Regions from separate parts of the Mus musculus genome. Here region 2 is linked to region 1. Evidence: chromatin contacts called from public HiChIP or PLAC-seq data. All regions are on one chromosome and are shown on one strand. Each heading gives the region's core, a stretch centred on a gene start, on an enhancer-like site or on the middle of the called end of the contact. The rest is flanking DNA. Distances are from core to core; before and after follow the strand shown.

What was found. HiChIP or PLAC-seq counts read pairs in DNA pulled down with a chosen protein or histone mark.
Region 2: a contact with region 1 is called in an H3K27ac HiChIP or PLAC-seq map of the HPC-7 cell line, with 7 times the contacts expected there. The contact joins two enhancer-like sites. A contact is called at or near these places in 12 of 39 promoter capture datasets (the C10 cell line, the HPC-7 cell line, cranial neural crest and 7 more), 1 of 15 datasets of contacts at CTCF or cohesin (the NIH/3T3 cell line), 6 of 484 Hi-C or Micro-C datasets (bone marrow-derived macrophages, embryonic fibroblasts, fetal liver and 3 more), 9 of 115 datasets of contacts at active chromatin or transcription factors (the HPC-7 cell line, T-cell acute lymphoblastic leukemia, double positive thymocytes and 4 more) and 3 of 9 other capture datasets (adipose tissue, liver and pancreatic islet).

What each region holds. Positions count from the first base shown.
Region 1 is chr17:26,478,326-26,484,252 of GRCm38.p6, forward strand. The region is part of intron 1 of Gm34455 (a long non-coding RNA gene); the gene reads right to left. Among named protein-coding and RNA genes, the nearest start is that of Gm34455, 23 kb to the right of the region's middle. Within about 2 kb of position 2,821, at least 13 of the 459 cell types and tissues checked have an H3K27ac peak or open chromatin away from gene starts, as enhancers often do. A contact at or near this core is called in the HPC-7 cell line, where this site is marked.
Region 2 is chr17:26,613,291-26,619,217 of GRCm38.p6, forward strand. It overlaps Ergic1 (endoplasmic reticulum-golgi intermediate compartment (ERGIC) 1), which reads left to right. Exons shown (of 10, transcript NM_026170.3): 3 at 1,066-1,138. Among named protein-coding and RNA genes, the nearest start is that of Gm41553, 25 kb to the right of the region's middle. Within about 2 kb of position 3,596, at least 58 of the 459 cell types and tissues checked have an H3K27ac peak or open chromatin away from gene starts, as enhancers often do. A contact at or near this core is called in the HPC-7 cell line, where this site is marked.

The DNA.
Region 1 (5,927 bases), core at 1,571-4,070:
AGGAAGGTGTGACTGTGGAACATGCAGCCCTGGACTTATACAGTACCCATTACCCACCAGTCCACTAGCCCTGGAACAACCCTGGTCGAGCTCACGCAAGAGTCAGGGGAGGTGACAGGACCCAGGCTGGTTCCACATGACCCATGCGCTCCTACTAGTCACCTTGTAAGACCAGAGTTGACACCCCTGTCCCACTGATAAGGACCCTAGTCAGACAGGCTCCCAGCTCAAAGCCAGACATGCTAGGGACTGGAGCAGAATACACAGCCTTCGAGTCTGAGTCTCAACTGCTCCAGTAGGCCCTGAGAACAGGACAGCAGCAGTGTTCAGGATCCCTCACTCCAGGAGTGCCTCTCCCTCCCCCACTGCCACACTGTGACCTGGCCACCTCCTTTGACTTGGTGCTGTAGGCTTCACTAGGTCAGACTCTTTCCTCAGTATCTCAGGGATGGTGACAGTACCTCGGGATGTCTAACACAGATCTGCTCCCTCGCCCCCATCCAGCTTGGAACGCTGTTGCCATGGAGAGACATCAACAGGCCTGCACAATATTTGGGCAACACAAACTGGAAGATTGCTCTTCTTCCCGGAGCCCAGGCCCAGACATGCCAGGGTGTGGGCTGGGGGTGGGGCAGGGAAATTCTGGGGCACCACATGACAGTCCCAGACTAGAGTCAAGCCAGCCAGCTCCCCCTGCACCCTCTAGCACACAGCCTCTGCTCTCATTCACTGCAATGGATAGTCTGGATTCACTGCTGGGGAAACTGAGGCCAGTGCTCTTGCCTCGGCCACAGTCCCTGCTAAGCCCAACAAACGGCTGGGTGTCTCAACCACAGATCTTCTCCCACTACTTCCCGAACAACCTAAAGGCTCCTCACTGATTTCACCCTAGGACCTTAGTCAGGCCACTGGCCGGGCCGCTCACTAGCAGTGAGGTCCTGTCTCTTTGAGCACCAGCTAGTCTGTCCCTGTAAAGTGAGGTTGTGACCACACCTCCTTTACCATGTTGAGTGGGGTACAAGCAATCATGGAGTTAGGGGGCAGCATATGTTTAACCAGCCTCCCAAGGGATTCTGAAGTATGCGTGGATCTGGACATCATTATACAACATCCACCAAACCATGCCATGCCCCTGCCTTAGGGTCCTCCATAGCTCCCCATCCCCTCTGGGTGAAGTTTAAGAGGCTTGTGTGGGTAGCCTGTTTCTTCTACTTTTGTATGTCCATACATTGCAGTATAAAATTATTAGCACGCTAATTTATGGGAGTACCTCACTGTGTATGGGTAAGAAATGAGTTTTCCTCTAAAATCGGAGAAACTCAGACTTCTGAAGCCCTGTCCCCAGGAGTTTGCCAAGACCCAGTGTGAGCACTTTGCACAGGTGATCTCGTGCCATCCTCACAGCTGCCCAGACGCATGGCCACCCTCCCTGGAGACCGGAGAACACAGGTGGGTTTGGGGTTCACACAGCCAGAGGCCAGCCTTTGAGCCTCTGACCGTCAGAGCATTCTGCACCATCTGCCCTGGCTGCTTGCCTGGAGGAGTGCTAGACAACAGACCCAAGGCATGCATCACAGCTGTGTCTGATGGGGAAACTGGCTGATAGCTCACAACACACAGGGCCAAAGGGGAAGGCCCACAAAGCCTGTCAGGACCCTCCAACTTCATCCCGGAAGTATTGAGAATACCCAAGATTGAACACAGAACACCAGGCTCACTTTAGAGCTCCTGAATCAGTTGGGCTTGAGTACGGCCCTTGGTGGTGGTGTGGACTATACTGTGAGAACTGGCACCAAGGAAGGAACACACAGTGGTGAGGAGCAGTGGTGGGGAGCAGGAGCAGGGAGCAGGGTTAGGTACCCAGGCTGTCTATGGCAGTAAGGGCTACCTCAGCTAGGAGCCTGGGGACCAAGGACCTCGGGTTCTGTCCCCTGTGAGCTGCATTGAGTGAATCAAACAGGCCCTGAATCCATGGGACAGACAGGTGCTCCTCATCCCTGCTAGGAACAGCCTGCCTTCATTCTCTGTCCCCACAGGAGACTAGAGTGCCTGATGACAGGAAAGGGTTGTCAGAACAAGGCCAGGGTCCTGTTCCTGGCAATCCCATGCCTCAAAGGCTGTGTCAGGAAGAGGGTCTGTTTTCCCTCTGGGTCCAAGTTCTCAGCAGTCTTGTCCCAACAACCCATTAGAAGGGCCCATTCTGGAAAGCACCCTTCCCTCTGCATCCTTCAGAAGGGAACAGCACTGCAGATCCAGGGGAACTGTCCAGTGAAGGAAGGGGCTTTGACCTCCATTGACCACAAAAGGCTCCACACATCTGTCCCAGAGACTCTATTCCTCAAGGGCAGACAGATAGAAGTCTCCAAATGGCCTAATGCCTAGAAAATCATCTCTGGCAACCAAAGGGCCTGGAGCTCAGGATGGTCTATCTTCAGTAGCCCAGGATGGCCTAACTTCAGTAGCCCAGGGTGGCCTATCTTCAGTAGCCCAGGATGGCCTATCTTCAGTTCCCACCTAGCCAAATCTCTCCATTTCCCTCTCTCCCTCCCCTCTTCTTCCATTCTTGATTTTCTCCTTCCATGACTCCCTTCCTTTCCCTCCCTCCTTCCTTCTCTCATGGCTTACAATGTATAAGGAAGGGCAGTAACTCACACTTTATATATAATTGGTTTACATATTTTACAAACAAGTTATAAAATTATGTCAGGTGTCAGGAAGCATGCTAAGGTGAAACTAAGGAGAAATGGGGCTAAAGAGGAGACTTAGGGTGAAGAGGAAGCTGTGGGGCAGGCCGCACTGATCTCTGGGTAACGACCTGGAAGAGGAAGTACCTGGCCCTGGGAGCAACTTGGGAAGGGCAAGAATCAGGAGCCTCTGTACCCTGCCCAGAGGTGGGCAGGGAAGCCTGAGAGAGTGGCCAAGGAGTGTTAGAGGGCTGGAGAGCCCAGGGTCCCAGCTGGGCGAGGCAGTGGTGGGGATGTAGCAAGCATCTTCTGGTGGGGAGGGGAGAGCAGGGAGTGAGGGCGGCTCATGGGTTGGGACTGAGGGCTGAAGGAAGCCCTCAGTGAGGCTCTGATAGGAAGATGGAAGGGAGAAGCTTTGGGGGCCAAGACTAAGTGGTAAGTGTGGACTCCAGACACACAGAGCACCAGATCCCAGAAGCAAGACTCAGCCCTGCTCCTGGGCAGGTCCTAGGAAAACAGAGCAGTTCCTGGTGAGGCTGGAGCAGGGAATTCTGGGACAAGTGATGCATGTCCCTCTAAGGAGCCTCCTGTTGGAGTAGCCTCTCTCTTATTAAGTTGCTTCTTATTACAGTTTCTTTAATGACTCAGTTTCTTTAATGTTTTTTACTCTGAAAGTTTTTGCTGTGTACCAAGTACTAAGTTCATTTCTGTACATAGTGACAAATATGGCCAGTTGCTCACACACATGTATGTTGCACACACCCACCCACATATGCATGCACGCATGGATGCACTCACACATGATAAAGGAGCCTAGGATCCAGACCCAACCTCATTTTACCTCCAGTTCTGAATTCTATGTCCTCTGGATTAGGAGGGGCCAGCACAATGAGGAGGGGCCTGGGAAACTGGGCCAGGCAGAATACTTCATACCAGCACACAGAATGTCCTGACTACTCTTGATCCCGTGAGGCCTGAAAAGGGTCACCCTCTGTCCCCAGCCTTCCTTTTTACCGCCCTATAGTGGAGACAATGGCATCACCTGTGGGAACTGTCATAGAGGCTCCATGAGAATCTTCACAGGATTCATCCATAATTGCTGCCTTCTCCATGTTGAAGGGGACATATTCCACCACTACTCATGGAGCAAAACTCCTTCCCAGGCTGGGGTGGCAGATTCAAGTACCTGGTGATGATTGAACTCTGGCAAGTTCTTTTGCATCTCAGAGATGCTGGGGAAAGAGGGCCGGCAGGAGGTAAGTATTAGCGGCTTCGCACCCCAACCCAACCACAGTCACTGCAGAGGTAACCAGGCCACACAGATTTCCCACTGTCACTTGACATAGCAGATCCAGTTCCTGACTTAGAACCTGTGCAGGGGTGGGCAGCCCCACCTTCCTCCTGCCAGAGCTCACACATCTGCTCCTCCGTTCGTACCCAGGCCAAGGGTACGAACAAGCAGGTTCTGGGCTCAGCCCATCCTCTAGAAGCCTCCCTGACACTGGCTTTACCACAGCCCAGTAGAGTAAGGGAGGCTTCTCCCAGGCAGAAGGTGTGTTCCAGAGCCGCTTCCTCCTATTGAGCCCCAGCCCCTTCCCACAGCATTATGCATCCACAGACAACCGCATCTCCTAGAGAAAAGCATGACATAACAGACATCAGGGATGATTCGATAGAGAGACTGCAGTGTGCAGCAGCTCCTGCCTCAAGCTAGCTGTGTTTAGATTTATTTTCATAAATTTTCTCCACTGGAGATGAACTACTATCAAATCACAAGGAAGGAAGACCCAGGTTTATTTATTTGGATCTAGTTGTTTTCTTGAGACAAGTTCTCACTATGTAACCCTGGCTGTCCAGGAACTCACTATGTACACTAGGGTGGTCTTGAATTCAAGAGTCCTGCCTGCCTCGGCTTCCTTCGTGCTAGAACTAAAGGTATGTGTCCCAACACCTGATCTTAAAATACCTTAGTTTTAATATTGAAAAGCAAAAGTATTTATATAAATTTGCACACGTAATCTAGGTGGAACAGAACATGACTTGTGACTAAGAATCACCCACGTGTGTGAAGCACCTGTATTCAAATAAGAAATCATGAGTAAGCCGGAATGACAGAAAAGGCTCCCAGTTGTCCCTATTCATCCAAAGATACGGTACCTCAGATTCTCTCAGTGGACTGTCCTGAGAGACCAGGAAGCTCTGTGTGTCCTTGTGTAAAGAGTTGGAATTTGCCGGGTGTGGTGGCACACGCCTTTAATCCCAGCACTCGGGAGGCAGAGGCAGGTGAATTTCTGAGTTCGAGGCCAGCCTGGTCTACAAAGTGAGTTCCAGGACAGCCAGAGCTACACAGAGAAACCCTGTTTCGAAAAAACAAAAACAAACAAACAAACAAACAAAGAGTTGCAATTTGAGAAAGAACACATATTTCAGGACGAGTATATAAACACTCCCTTTAAAGATAAAGATGCCTCTGCAACTGTGAGCAGAGAGCATGCTGGGAGTAAATGAGCAGTGTGCCCCATGTGTGTGTTAACACAGAGCTGCATTCCCATACAGGACCCTTAGGGTGTCTCTGGTGCCCATGATACCTGCCCTGAGTTGCCAACAGCACTGTGGTCTGCCTGCCAGGTCAAGGTTGATAGAACAACTTTGTTCATGTCTGCAATCTAGGCTCCAAGCTCTACTTGGACAGAACTCAGGACCACCATGGGACTATGGGAAATAGATCAATGAGAAAGGACAGTGGGCACAGGGCTTTTTATTCCTGAAATGAGTGAAGTCCTCAATATATAAAAGAGAGGAGGAGGAAACTCCAAGAATGGGCTTTGAAGGTTCAAGGTCCCCCTGAAGAGACAGTATTTTCCCTACTGTCACCCTTGTCCTGGGAATGAGAGACATCACATATGAGGAATCTCAAGAAGGAAATGCCCAGAGTAAGGGGAAAGGATGTCATTGCTTCCTTCAGGATTATAACAAGGGTCTCATGTCTGACTTCTCCTCTAAACTGAGCTCCTGATGTGCGGGGTGACTAGGGATTCTCCATCTGTGTCTAGGACACCCAAACAACACCTAAGTACCTGAGGCAGCCTACCGCACCTGTGGGTGAATGAAGGAGTGAAGGAGAGAAATTTGCTGTCAGGACATTTCTACCCTGGACCTTTCACTGAGAACACCAGAATGAACATCTGGACCTCTGTTGACTGAGCTTCTAGCATGTTCCAGGCCCAGCCGTTGCTTTCACCA
Region 2 (5,927 bases), core at 2,346-4,845, 140 kb after region 1:
TCTACCCCAGAGCCACCATCAGGCTGGCACCATGGTGTCATGGTGGGGTAGTTTGTTAATGTACCACCCTGGGCATATAAATAGTAGGTGCTCAAAAATGATTGTCCTTCCTTCCCTGAAGACAGATAGGAAATTAGACAGGCGGCAGACAGACAGATGGACATGGATGGAGATGCTTTTCCACTGTTATCTACAGCCCTGTGTCACAGCAATGCTGCTGTTAGTTCAAAAGAGCAGAAATAGAAATGGAAGTCCATTCCAGTGTGTGGCACACCTCAGCTCGGCCTGGTGCTGTGCTGGCTGTCCCTATGGAGACCGCATGCTGACCAGGAGCAATGGCCCTCTGCCACTGGCCAGCAGCAGGACAGGACCGTGCCTGTCAGTAACCTGGGAAGAGAGGCCAAACTGCCGTATGGTTTCTGGTGAGGGAGCCCACTCTCACCCTGTTGTAAAGCTGACAACTCCCAAGATGGACGCTGGCTACAGACAGAGAGGGCCAGACCTGTGGCAAGCTGTGCCAAGTTCAGTCTTTGGTTCACTAATGTGAGAGAGAAGTCAGGTGGTCACATGGGATCTCCCAGATGTTCAGTGAGAGAAGTCAGGCGGTCACATGGGATCTCCCAGATGTTCAGTGAGAGAAGTCAGGCGGTCACATAGGATCTCCCAGATGTTCAGTGTGGATCTGGGATTCTAGCGTGCACGGCATTCAAGCAGGCAAAGCACCTTGCCCACCAGCATGCAGTCCTCTTCCAGGGCAACCTCTGCATCAAAGAGATCTTGAGGAGTTGAGCAGGGCCCATTGCCTGTGTGAGGAGGCCAGTCTGACCACGGGGCCGGGCCAGTGGCCACTTTCTGGGGAAATCACACTGAGGCCATAAAGTAAGAAGGGATCCCAGTGAGGCAGTGAATAAGAGGGCGCCTTGATGATCTCTGCAGAGGCACCCTCACCCTGTATGTATGCTGGTGCCTCTAAGCAGCTTTCCTCCAGGGTAGCAGGAGGGCAGTGGGGACTGGCCTCCCGTGTGGAGCATCCTGCACCCCTAACACTGTCTGTGTTTCCCACAGTCTCCATCTGCTGCTGCCTCTTCATCCTCTTCCTCTTCCTGTCGGAGCTCACTGGATTCATCACAACAGAAGTGTAAGTTATTTTCTCTGGGGCAGCTGTCTTGCTGGGGTCCAGATGAGAAGAGGGGGCGATTTGGGAAGGGATGGAAGCCTTGCAACCGGCTTGCTTCTATTTCCAAGCATGTGACATCATAAAAGGGCTTTGAGCTCAAAGCCAAACTGAGCCTCACTCTGTGAATACCATTCACATTCCTTCGGGCCTGGGATGCCCAGGTTCACAGGCAGAGTAGAATCACCCACTCATCACCACTGGCCCCGAGTTTGGCCAGTGGGTTTCCATGAGTCCTTTGATGTTGTAGCTGGAAGGTGCTCAGACAACCCAGGTAGCTTCCTCACAGAGGGCAAGGTGGTCCTCCTGGAAGCCCCTCTCGTTTCTCAGGCCCACGTTCAGGAGTCAGCATGGGTTTCCTGGCATCTAATACCACAGTCATCCATCCCTGATTCCAGAATTAGTTGTCATCCCCAGCCTGGTAACCCTCCTGCGTCGGGTCCTGACCTCATGCTTCAAAGCCTCTTTGTAGCTGTGTTTACAGTTTGTGGAACTGTCATGGGGCTGGGCCCTGGCACCCCCTTCTCTTCTGCCCAGCCTTGGAATTTTCTCTTTCTACTCTTGGAATGTCTTGGTTTCCTTTGCTTCCTTCTCAGCCATGAGACAATAGGAAGCTAAAAACCGGCGTCATGGCTGCAGCTGGATCTTATTACCTTTGTCACCAAACAGCCCCTTTTTTATGGGGAAACTGAAGTTATATGAAGTAGCAGTACTTGCCCACAGTGATCAAGTGAGGTGGCTCCTGAGTTCTGAGAAGCTGGGTTCACCTGGTCTTAGCTCACATCTGGATGTAGCTGCCCACCTGTCACTGATGTGGGAGCATCTGCCCTGCTGTCACTCTGACACTGGTTTGGTTTTTTTTTTTTTTTTTTTTTTTTTTTTTGGTTTTTGGTTTTTTGAGACAGGGTTTCTCTGTGTAGCCCTGGCTGTCCTGGAACTCACTTTGTAAACCAGGCTAGCCTCGAACTCAGAAATCCGAATGCCTCTGCCTCCCAAGTGCTGGGATTAAAGGCGTGCACCACCACACCCGGCTCTGACACTTTTAACCCAGGGAGTTTCATGGGCCTGTGGAGAGAACAATAAGACATTAGAAGACCCAGAATCAGGATACTACTTGGCTGTGTTACCCTGACAAGTTCCTGAACCTCTCTGAGTCAAAGAAGTGAGAGTAGATCAGACTTCAACTCCACTTCCAGCTCTGGTGCTTTCCATGATAACAGACCATGTAGGGATCATCAGAAGTCCCCCCACAGTCCCCAACAAGTGACTGTGACCATGGGGAGCATCCTCTCTGTGTCCTATGGCTTTGGGCTTTGGCTGTGTGCTCCTAAAGCTGCTCTCTCACTACAGTGCCTCTGTGTCTGCTGGCTGTGGACACAAGCAAAATATACTGCAGTTATTCTAACTAACTATAGTTACCTTTGGGAATTCGTTTCTGGGACCCTCACTTCAGAGGTCCCAATATTTCAGTACAATAGGAGATTTGCATAAATATACATATCATCTACATAAAGCTACATATAATCCTCTTATGTACATTTTATTTTTTTCTGTAAGAGATTTGTTTTTATTTCATGCATATGAATGCTTATCCGCATGTATTTCTGTGCACTATGTGCATACACGGTATGTGCATACACTATGTGCATACACGGTATGTGCATACACTATGTGCATACACGGTATGTGCATACACTATGTGCATACACGGTATGTGCATACACTATGTGCATACATGGTGCCTTCAGCGTCTAGAAAAGAGGGTATCGAATCCCTCAGCACTGGAGTTACAGAGGGTTGGGAGGCTCCAAGGGATACTGGGAAGTGAACCTGGGTTCTCTGCTCGAGCAGCCAGTGCTCTTAACCGCTGAACCATCTCTTCTCTCCAGCCTTTTGGTTTTGTAGTTTTGCTTTCTGTGACAGAGTCTTACCAGGTCTTACTACGTAGCCCAGGCTGTCCTCCTGAGGACTGGAATCACACACAGTTGGATGTCACCACTCACAGTCTTCCTCTATCTACTTCAAACTGTCTTCATCTTACTTGAACATCTAATATGTCATTGCAATACCACAGGGGAGTAGTGGGACAGTATTATGAGGTGGATCGAGATAGTGAGGCTGGGAGAGGGAGGACACAGGACGGGCCTGGTGCTTTCTCAAGATTAAACGGGATGGTCTGGGTAAAGAGTACTTAACCCAAAGCCTGTGGACATTGTCACCTGACAGACTGTGTCTCTTGGTGCCTCTGTGTTTCCCCCGTAACACTTGAGGAAGCCTTAGTCAGCTCAGCCCAGTGAAGGCATGCCTTCAGCACTGAGGCATGGCCACATCCCAAGTGACCTTTGTTGTCAGAGCTTGGGCCTGCAAAGGCTGTGTAGCAGACTGGGCCACTCAAGCAAGCCCAGACAGTAGACTTTGCCCACTGTTTACCTAGGGCAGGGCTGTCAGAGTACAGTGTGTTCCCCATCATACCCCTCCCTGTGCAGGGACTTCCTCTTCCTACCTCCTGGATGCTGTGGTCCCAGGAGGAAGGAAGAGGGCTGAAGAGTCTCAAGCCTGGCCCGCTGGCTACTTGTTGCTGTTGGTGGGAGCCTAATGTCCCTCCCTTCTTGTGCTTCCTTACCATGGTACTGACTTGTCAGGGGTCCAGGCAGGCCCAAGACTTAACACTACAGCCTGGAAATGTTTGCTTTGCCCCCATTGGGCCCCTTTCTCTATGGAGGCAGCCCTGCCTGGAAAGCATATAGGTTTTCTCTATGGAGGCAGCCCTGCCTGGGAAGCATATAGGTTTTCTCTATGGAGGCAGCCCTGCCTGGGAAGCATATAGGTTAGGGGGAAACTGAAGAGGGGTTCATTCTCTTTCGGGAGGCCACTGGTCCTGTCTGATGACTTTGCTCCCACAGAGGGCCAGGGGATCCCCTCTTGCCATGAAGATGTTCATAACTCAAGGAAACGAGGTCATGGCGCAGCCCTGGCCTGTGGCTGCCAGTGACGTGAGGTGCTCCTTCTGGCCCCATAGAGTTAGAGGGAGGTGGGTTTGTTTGTGTGCTTGACTTCCAACCCAAGCTTTGGCCAGGCTGGTGACAATGGGGAAAGAAGGTGTCCCATGGGATTCAGTTTTAACATAATATCTCTTTTGGTGCTTTCTAGGTATTGTAATGCTAGTCTCATATGCCCAGGTTAGCATCTTCCAATGATTGCCTCAACATTTTATAAAACCCCTTGAAGTTTGTGGAGGAAACTGGGGCACCAAGAAGCTAAAAACCTGTAAGGTTCATAAAAGGGGCAAGGGAGAGCAGAGTCTAAGCCCAGGACCTGTGCACACCTACAGCGTGGGCACCCTACCCCGTCATCCCTCCCGTGTCTCTGCGGGGCATGTTTTAAAGCCTCAAGTCATGAAAGCCACAGCTTTTGGGTAAAAGTTATTGATGGTTAGGGACAGAAGCTTCAGCAGGCAGAGCTTGTTCTTATACAAGCTTGATGGCCTGAGTTGGGTCCCTGGGACCTACTCCACTCCACAAACTTGTCCCCTGACCTCCATGTGCGTACTCACACACGTCACACATACGCTCATTAGTGATAGTACATTAAAATTAAACTTCAAACCTATGGACTGGGAGACTCAAGATTCCCCTGTAGAATTAGGTGGCAAACTAGAAGAGGCCACTTCAGGAAGCAGGAGCTTGGAGGTTACCTTGAGTTGGTTCCTAAAACATCCCTGTACTGAGCCAAAATTGGGGAAACTAGGAGTTTATCCAAGAGAAGAGTGGGGGGCGCCATCCCGCCCAGCACCCCTGAACTGAGTCTCAGTTGTAGCTGGTTGGGATTAGACTGTCACCAAGAACATCCTCACCCTTAGCGATGGGAGGTTTAAAGGCTCCTGGGCACAGAGCGACAGATCATCCCTGAAAGGTGGGTCTGGGGAGGGGTGAGTGTGAGCCACAGACCCTGGTAAGGAGTCCGATGATTGCCAGGAGGAAGAGGGGTGGCTGGGCAGCTGGTTGTGGAGGGCATCCACCCAGTAGGCAGCAGCTGTGTTTTCCCTGTGTTTTAGAAGTCAGGGTTTAAAAGCCAAGGTTCCTGAGGCTTACTGGTCAACCCACCCGCCGCCTCATACACCTCCCCTCCCACTCCCACCCACCAGTCACTGCGGCCTCCATGCTGAATGGAAGTTTCCATTTGACCAGATTGTTAAGCATGGAGGCCAGCAACCTTGGGCAGGAATCTGAACTATTTAAGTGCTCTTCAAAAAACAAATAAAATTGTTTTCCATAGATGTCATCAGGCTCACGCCTCAGCCTAGAATCTCAAGGCCTTCGGCTACATTCCACCTACATCCCCCCTACCAGTACCTCCCATCCTCTCTCCCTACAAGGCCAGTTCTCACCTACCTCCTCCCCATGCTCTGGCTGGTGCCCCCCACCTGGAATGTAGCCCCATTCCTCCACCAGCACACACTCTTCCACTTCCTGGAACTTCTGAGAACCTAGCACCCACACTCTCCTGTGCACCCCACAAGTTTGTGTCCATTTCACAGAAGGTGCTCAGGAGTTTTCATTCTGGTTGGGGGTTGTGACACTGTGGCTTCCTCTGGTGTGACAGAGGAGGGGTTAGAGGGAGGTTTGCAGAACAGAAAGTCATTGGACCTAGGGAACCTCTATATCCCATAGGCCCTGTACTGGCTAGTTTTGTGTCAACTTGACACAGCTGGAGTTATCACAGAGAAAGGAGCTTCAGTTGAGGAAATGCCTCC